Regions from separate parts of the Sus scrofa genome. Here region 1 is linked to region 2. The links are chromatin contacts, called in public Hi-C maps. All regions are on one chromosome and are shown on one strand. Each heading gives the region's core, a stretch centred on a gene start, on an enhancer-like site or on the middle of the called end of the contact. The rest is flanking DNA. Distances are from core to core; before and after follow the strand shown. Region 1 overlaps LOC110260801 (a long non-coding RNA gene). Region 2 overlaps POC1B (POC1 centriolar protein homolog B).

Region 1 (4,367 bases), core at 1,504-4,003, 87 kb before region 2:
TTTTTTATTTTATTTTTTTGTCTTTTTGCCCTTTTTTGGGCCACTCCCGCGGCATATGGAGTTTCCCCGGCTAGGGGTCAAATCCGGAGCGGTAGCCGCTGGCCTACGCCACAACCTCAGCAACGCAGGATCCAAGCCGCGTCTGCAACCTACACCACAGCTCACGGCAACACCGGATCCTTAACCCTCTGAGCAAGGCCAGGGATCGAACCTGCAACTTCATGGCGCCTAGTCGGATTCGTTAACCACAGAGCCACAACGGGAACTCCACCATGGCTATTTAACTGCAGAACCCTCTTTCCTAATCGCTGTTCTACTTGGGGGCACAGAGCTAGACCTTAGGCACGGGAAGCAGAGGCCCCGGATGATGACGGATCTGCTTAAACTCAAATGATAGGTCTCCACCAACAGAATGAGATGGCTTCTACTGCCTCATCCAACTAGAGAAAAGCTGGAGAGTCTTTTGATATTTGCCTATAAATCTACAGGGGAATATCTTTTGAGAGTTGAGCTGAGAACATCCATGCCACATGACGTGGAATCTTGGCAGACTTCTACTCACGAACCCAATTAAGAGCCTGTCTATTCAGTCATAAGAATCATTTCTAAACCACTGGAAACTAGCCATGTTCCAGCAGGAGTCTCCAATCCCACCTGGGTCTGTTCTGATAAGAGCAAACCTGGCGAATGATCATCTGTTTCATAATAGCATATTTATCTCAAGCTTTCAGGGGAGTCATCTTTGAAAAAACTCATCAGCAGAAAGTTAACTGTTGTAATAAACTGATGTTGATGGTACAGGTTTTATTACTTTTGTTGTTTCGGTGGTTTTTCTTTTCTTCTTTTTTTAAGAGCTCAATAAACCACACTGAATGTTAACAATCCATTGGCTCTAAAGGGAACGGTTTTCGCTCCCAGAAAATTCATTTTGCCTCCCCAATCTGAACCTATAAACACAAAAGCTTTTTTGTCTTCTAAAAAGGCTTAGCCTTAGTTGTTTCCACAAGATCAGCCCCATTGATCTGAAGCACCTGTGCTTCTAGAAAATGTAGGACATTATCCCTTTTGACCATTTGTCCAGGAAGCTGTGCTTGGACTAATGTTATTTGTCCAGCTGGGTATTCTGATCAGGACAGCAAAGATCAAAGCAGTTGAGGATTGTGTAACCTGGAAAGCTCTGTCCTGATAACCAAGCCTGGAGCGTACGGGTCTGATTATAAAACTCCCTGTTATTTATCCTTTTAGGACCCTGATACGTGGAAGGCAGTGCTGTCTGTAAGGGCCACAACCCACTTCACGGATTCCTAGGACCACTTTTAGGTCGTGCTGTAGTTCTGCTTCGTTTTCTACATAGGGAGCACCCAGAAAGCACGAGATGAAAACCCAAAGTGCAGTTATCAGTGCGGAGACCCTGAGATGGTTAAGAGAACAACGAACAGGGAGGAGGCCTTTGGAACCGCGTGCCCCTCCCCTCCTGGACAGGCCCCCTCCAGCCCTCCCCCAGGGAAGACGGTGCTGCAACAGCATCCCCTTGCCGCTCCCTGCTCCTGCACGCACCCCAAGGGCGGGAAGGCCGTGGTGAGCACAGGAAAAGACACTCATGGGGGAAACAGCCCTGGGTGTTCAGTGAAAGCAGGAGGGTTGGGGCTGGGAAGGCCAAAACAGGAAGAGGAAAAATACAGGACAGTCTGGCAAGAAAGGAAACACTCAAAGAGCCAAGAAAGTAATAGTAAAAACGATGGGATTGCATCGTGTGTATGACACTTTTGGACATGGTGAAGCCCTACAGGATTCAAAGACTCTTTCATTCAATAACAAATGTGCAAATGCTGTTCAACCTAATTTTTTTATTTAAAAATTTTGATTAAACAATTTAAAATTCTTACATAGCAATTTTCATTTTTTTTTTATTTAACAAGTTTTTATTAAAGCGTAGGGGGGTTTTGTTTGTTTTTCTTTTGGGGGCCACACTTGCAGCATATGGAGGTTTCCAGGCCAGGGGTCAAATCTGAGCTGCAGCTGCCGGTCTGTGCCACCTGCCACAGCAACGCTGGATCTGAGCTGCATCTGTGACTCTGCCACAGCTCACAGCAGCGCCAGATGCTTAACCCACGGAGCCAGGCCAGGGATCGAACCCAAATCCTCATGGATACTAGTGGGGTTCTTAACCCACTGAGCCATGATGGGAACTTGATTTATATTGTGTCAGTTTCTGCAGTACAGCAGAGTGACCTGGTCACTCACACACACACACACACACACACACACACACACACACACACTCCTTTTCTCATATTCCACCATGGTCTATCCCAAGAGACTGGATATGCTATAGTAGGATCTCATTTCTTATCCATTATAAGTCTCCCATTTTTAATTTAAAAATGAAAATAAAAATAAAAAGCTACAGCCTATATTGACCTGAGAAGCCAGGAGCTGAAGGGAGCCTTCGAAACTAGAAAGATGCAGGAGTGGCAGGCCCTGTGGGGAGCTCCCGAAGCTTTCCCTGACAGGGCCAGGCGCAGAGAGGGGAGAATCCTTTCCCACCAGGCACCTCCCAGCCTGGCAAACGCTGGCTGGCTGCGCGATGCTGGCCTCGCCCTGCTCGTTGGAAAAGAGCTTACAGGGAGGTGGGAGGGGAGGGATTGCAGAGAACCTGCTGGGGTGCCTCTTCCCTTTCTGAGTTTGAAAGCTTCTCAGGGAACTTTAAAGGCTGACAGCTAAATTTAATCAGAGTTAAACCATTGCAATGAAGTTCTTATGCAACACACATGACATGTGGCTCTGCCAGAACTTTCCCTACAAGGTAACGGTACAGACTCCTAGGAGCAGCCAGGCAGTTTGGAAATGAGTTCAGGGGAGCCAGGAAATGTGAAAATAGGGTTCATTGCTAATATCTCTTTCGGGGACTCAGGGCCTGCGGGTTCACCCGGCAGCGTTTCGCAGCTGGTATTCTGTAACCACAGCGCTCTGTTGCCGCAGTTTGGTGAAATTCTTCATACATGGCATCTTGACTGCATTCTATATTTAAGACAGTCTCCCCCCCCCCCCTCGGGAGCCTTCAAATGTTTTCTGCAAAAGGAGCTTGCATAAATGTTACAACCAGCGACTTGGACTGAATGAAACAGAACATTCGTTTGTTTCCAGAGTCATCGACAACCTGATTCTGGGCCAGTTCTGTCTTTTGAGAAAGTGGACAGGTCCGCCTCTGGTTCACACTGGCTTGCCACATGATCTGTTTTCTTTACAAACAGATGTTAAGCCAACAGTGCTATGTCATGTCCCTGTGACAAGGTCTGATGAGAAGGCCACTTTTCCTCTGAGGTGGTCCTCTCCCCAACCTGTTACCCCCATCCAACCGTGACAAAAACATCAGACAAACCCAAACTGAAACTTTCTATGTGTCACATGACCTTTACTCCTTAAATTGTGAAGGTCAATCCCAAATGGGAAAGCCTGGGAAACTGTCACCGTCTAGACAGCGAGAAGAGACATGCAACTCGATGGGAACATACAAGGATAGTAGGTGAAAACTAGGGAAATTTGAATAAAGTAGGGTCTCTAATCACTGGTACTACATTATTTTTGGTTCCTTCGTTGTGACAGATGTTCCATGCAGATGTCAGATGTAAACAGTGGGGAAACTGAGTGTGAGGGACATGGAACTGGCGGTGTTAAGATAGTTCATAATACACTGTCTGTCTGTGAAGATAGCTTCACAACTTTTCCATAAATCTAAAACTCTTCTAAAATTGTTTACTAAAAATGTAAATGCTGGAGTTCCCGTTGTGGCTCAGCAGACACGGATCTGACTAGCATCCATGAGGGATGCAGGTTCCATCCCTGGCCTCTCTCAGTGGGTTAAGGACCCGGCGTTGCTGTGAGCTGTGGTGTAGGTCGCAAGACAAGGCTTGGATCTGGCGTGGCTGTGGGGTGTGTGTCTGGGGTGTGGGCCAGCAGCTGTAGCTCTGATTCAGCCCCTAACTTGGGAACCTCCATGTGCCATGGATGCAGCCCTAGAAAGACCAAAACGTAGAATAAAAATAAAAATAAATGCTCAAAGTTAGCTTGGCCTGTGGTTCAGCAAAACCTGTCGTTTAAGTCCATTCCTGTTTCCATTTCTGTCCCGACGGTCTCATTATTCCTGATATTTTACCAGGAGGAAAATGGAAACACAAAGATGGGACGGAAGGCAAGGTGTGGGATGCTGCGGTAAGGGGGAAGTGTCTCTTCTAGAACTCGGCTTCTTGGTTGTCCACTCAAGTACCTGGCCTGTGGGCTTTGCCCAGCTCTATCCTGCCAGGATGCTAGGTAAGAAAGGGTTGTTACCTTTTTAAGGCTCTATCTCTTTCAGCAGGATATTTTGG
Region 2 (4,005 bases), core at 144-2,643:
CTGAGTTAGGGTCGTACAGCGCAGACACTTGACTATGACACTGCTGCATGACCACCCAGGGACAGACACCCTGCTGTCACTTGCTGGGTGGCAGTTATAACCTCCTCCATTGCACACTATGGAGAACACCTGGATCGCTCAGGTCAATGAGGCTTTGCAAAGTTTGAAGGGTTCTGGCGGGGAGAGAGAGTCTCAGAGCACAGAACAAAGGCTTTTGATGATCTCTGATATCTTCTAGGCCAGAAACACCCAAGTGTAGCCTACCAACCACCTCACAAGGAAGCAGCACATCTCAAAACAACCTATCTTTTGCTCCTCTCACTACTGGAACAAAAACGCAACTCACCAGAATTTGCACATTTCAACAGCATGCCTTTTGAGCAGTTCCTCAAACATAAAGGTATGGAGCACCTACTATAAGCCATGCACTGTGGCAAGAATTCAATGTCTAGTTAGTTTTTTATGTCATTAAGTTATTAATGCAGGGAAACATTTATAAAGTTATTTTTAAGCACAAAGAATGTAGAGATGAGACCACAGATTCACGTAAGGTCCTAGGTGTCCCCAATGATTCTTGGGCTTCTCTTAGACAATCAGCCCCCACTCGACCCCCTAGCTGATTTCCTGTCTTTGGAACCTCTCACAAGTGATCTAGGAGTCTTCTCTGCCGTGGAATTAACACTGAAAAGACCCTTTAATAAGCAGACTTCTTTCTGGTACACGACAGACTCAAGGTAGGCTAGTCCTCTTCAGAACTCCTCTACACTGAATACAATTCTTGGGATCCACTGCAGAGGCTGCACTGTTGTAATGCCAAGTGTTTGTTGCTTGTTTGTTCTCTTGTTTGGCCATGTATTAATAATTTACCCGACACACTGGACAATGCTGACACCATCCCAGTGGCGTTGCCGAAGACCACACCACTCCTCCCGTTCGATTTAATGTCTGGTTTTGCCCTGACCAGCAGACTCGATGGCAGAGACGATCTGCTTTGCAAGGACTGAGCACAGGCAAAATGAAAAGCTAAACTCTCAATTTCTGAAGACGTTGGATACACTGAGTAAATAAATTATATGTATATAGTTTTTTAGAACAGCATTGCAAGTGTTAAAAATACCTCTTAATTCCTGTATTATCCATCAAGATAGATGAACAAAGAGAAATGACTGCTTTTCTTTCAGGTTCTAAGGAGACTAGACATAAGTTTAGCACCTTTTGAAGGCAATTACCAAAGAAGGAAATCTGCTATGAGACAGCAAGTGAAATGTCACACGGGGCGGTCGGGGGGCGGGAAGCACCTTAGGAAATGCGACAATGAGTATGGATTCCACTGTGCTCAAGGTTGTCCCATTAAAGCTTTTGGAAACTGGCGAAGCTCCCCCTTGTGGCTATTTAGATACACTGTAAATACAACTTTTTGAACAAGGCTATTTCTATGCTGTTAGGCTATTTAGCCCATTTGTTTTCTTCTCTCCCACATACTTTTTAAGGAAAATAGACTGTGCCAAACAATTAAAACACCACTCAAATGCCAAATAAAACTTACTGTAGTAGAATCAAAAGAAAGGATGTCCACAACAGGGGGAGCGGAGGTCTGCAAATCGATTACATCAAGCTTTGGATTAATCTGTGTACACACGTTAAAAAAAACTAATATTAGATTTTTATGCCATAAGAAACCAGAAGCCATCTGTAACAATCTAGGGGGTATTTCCTAATATATTCTAAAACTAAAATATAATGGTATATTCACTAATATGGATACAAAAACTTTCACTAAAATATTAGTCTATCAAGTCTAATATATAAGAAAAGATCATCCTAACCCAGACGAACTTATCCCAGGAATAAAAAGCTGCTTTTACATTCGAAAATAAGTGAGATTCATCTACAAAGGGATTTTAAAAATAAAATAAAATGACCCACCTCAAAAGATGCAGAAAAAAGTCCTAGCCAGTTCATTAAGATAAGAAAAGGAAATAAAAGCATTAAGAGGTAAGAATTTGAAGAGAAGAAATAGAAATTGTCATTCATATATAAAGACATCTCCACAGAAGTTACTGCTAAATCATTAAAACAAATAAGGCAGTTTACTAGATCCAAAATCAATACAGGAAAACCAAGTGTATGTCTGCATTTCAGTACGCAATTAGAAAATGTAAATTAAAAAAAAAACATTTACAATATCATAAAATTTTTAAATACATCCGAAAAAACAAAGATGCATAAGACATCTATGAAAAAAAAAAAAAAACTCATGTAAAGTCAATAAAGAAGTTTCACATAAATAGAAGGTTGTACCATCAAGAGCTCAGAAGCAGAGCCCTGTATATACAGAAAAGAAATACAAAAGAAAAGCGATGTCACAAGTCAGAAGAGGAAAGATGATTTTTACCTGAGAAAACTAGTTCAATAAATGATCCCTGCCTAATATTACATACAAAGATGGACAGCAGATAAATTAGATACCTAGAAGTTATTTAAAACTGTAAAATTTATGGGAGTAAATGTAGGAAAATATCTTTCTGGCTTAGGGTAGAGAAAGACGTCTTAAACAAAAGCTTCGAAAAGGAAAACCATAAGGCAAAAAAAAAAAAAAAATTGATCCATCTGATTACATTAAAATTAAGGATTTCTGTTTAACAATGGAAACCACAAAGTTAACAATCAGATAATGGAACAGGAAGAGATTCTACGTCTAAAACTGAAAAAGGACAAATAGCTACAATATATATAAGAAAAACCTACTAATCAACGTGCAAAGAATGGCAATCCCAAGTAAAAATTATAATCTAAGAGTTATCTAGACTATGGAGAGATTTTCAGAAACATTAGCAGTAATTAGAAAAGGAAAGATTAAAGCAAAATGCTACTTAATACCCATTAGATTGCAAAAGCTAAAAAGCTTAGTGATGCTGACACTGTTTATAGCAACAAAGTTTGTAATGGCAAAAATGAACACAAATCACAGTCAGAAATCCCTAAATGTTCATCAAGAGTAGAAGAGATTCACAAATCACGAGAATTACTACTGTAGTAAATTCACTGGGATCCTATACAGCAGTGAAAATGAATGAAATTCATATGAATCTCAGGATTTTAGTGTTAAGTGAAAAAGCAGGCTATAGAAAAATATATGCAGTATGATTCTATTTATATAAAGTTTAAGGGAATTCCCATCGTGGCACAGTGGAAATGAATCCGACTTGGAACCATGAGGTTGTGGGTTCAATCCCTGACCTTGCTCAGAGGGTTAAGGATCCGGCGTTGCTGTGAGCTGTGGTGTAGGTCGCAGATGCGGCTCAGATCCTGCGTTACTGTGGCTCTGGTGTAGGCTGGCAGCTACAGCTCCAAATAGACCCCTAGCCTGGGAACCTCCATATGCCATGGGTGCGGCTCTAAAAACAGAAGGAAAAAAAATTTTTTCAAATAAAGTTTAAAATTATCCAAAATGAAAAAATATCTAATCACTGATTTAAACATTTATAGTAAAATTAAAAAGAAAAGCAAGGGAATAACCAACTAGGGTAGCCACTGACTCTGAGGGTGGTTATTTCAGAATTCAGAGAGAAAAAAAAAAAAAAGAGAGAGAGAGAAAGAAAGAAATCACATGATCACTAATTATTTATTGAACATTATGAATACAAAGACGTAAACAAGGGCAGCTTAAGGAGTGGAACTTGGTATCAAATAAATGGTGCCAAAAGCAAGTGCCCTGGTGAACCTCAAAGGAGAAACTGTTGACTGAACACTTGGTGAGAAAGGCTTCCCATGGAGGAAACGGAGCCTGAGAGAGTTCCTTTTAAAAAGGTTTAGAAAACAAAGAGAGAGACAGAGATGAGGGTACGTGCAGCTCGGGGCATAGAGGCAGAACGCGGACACGATACTTGTGCACTGGGCAGCAGCAAGAGTGGTTGGCGAGGGTCAAATCGTGGGGGTGACGGAACGTGGGAAGGCCCAGAAACACTGGAGGCGCGAATGTGCTCTAAGAAGATTACTCTGACA

What was found. Hi-C and Micro-C count contacts between places; a contact is called where the count stands out from the background.
Region 1: a contact with region 2 is called in a Hi-C map of liver, with 5 times the contacts expected there. The contact joins two enhancer-like sites. A contact is called at or near these places in 1 of 5 promoter capture datasets (liver), 7 of 47 Hi-C or Micro-C datasets (embryonic fibroblasts, fetal liver and liver) and 2 of 2 datasets of contacts at active chromatin or transcription factors (alveolar macrophages and skeletal muscle).

Annotation. Positions count from the first base shown.
Region 1 is chr5:93,272,622-93,276,988 of Sscrofa11.1, reverse strand. The region is part of intron 1 of LOC110260801 (a long non-coding RNA gene); the gene reads left to right. Among named protein-coding and RNA genes, the nearest start is that of DUSP6, 28 kb to the left of the region's middle. Within about 2 kb of position 2,753, at least 19 of the 83 cell types and tissues checked have an H3K27ac peak or open chromatin away from gene starts, as enhancers often do. A contact at or near this core is called in alveolar macrophages and liver, where this site is marked.
Region 2 is chr5:93,184,904-93,188,908 of Sscrofa11.1, reverse strand. It overlaps POC1B (POC1 centriolar protein homolog B), which reads right to left. Exons shown (of 12, transcript XM_021092774.1): 10 at 1,547-1,627. Among named protein-coding and RNA genes, the nearest start is that of GALNT4, 54 kb to the right of the region's middle. Within about 2 kb of position 1,393, at least 6 of the 83 cell types and tissues checked have an H3K27ac peak or open chromatin away from gene starts, as enhancers often do. A contact at or near this core is called in alveolar macrophages and liver, where this site is marked.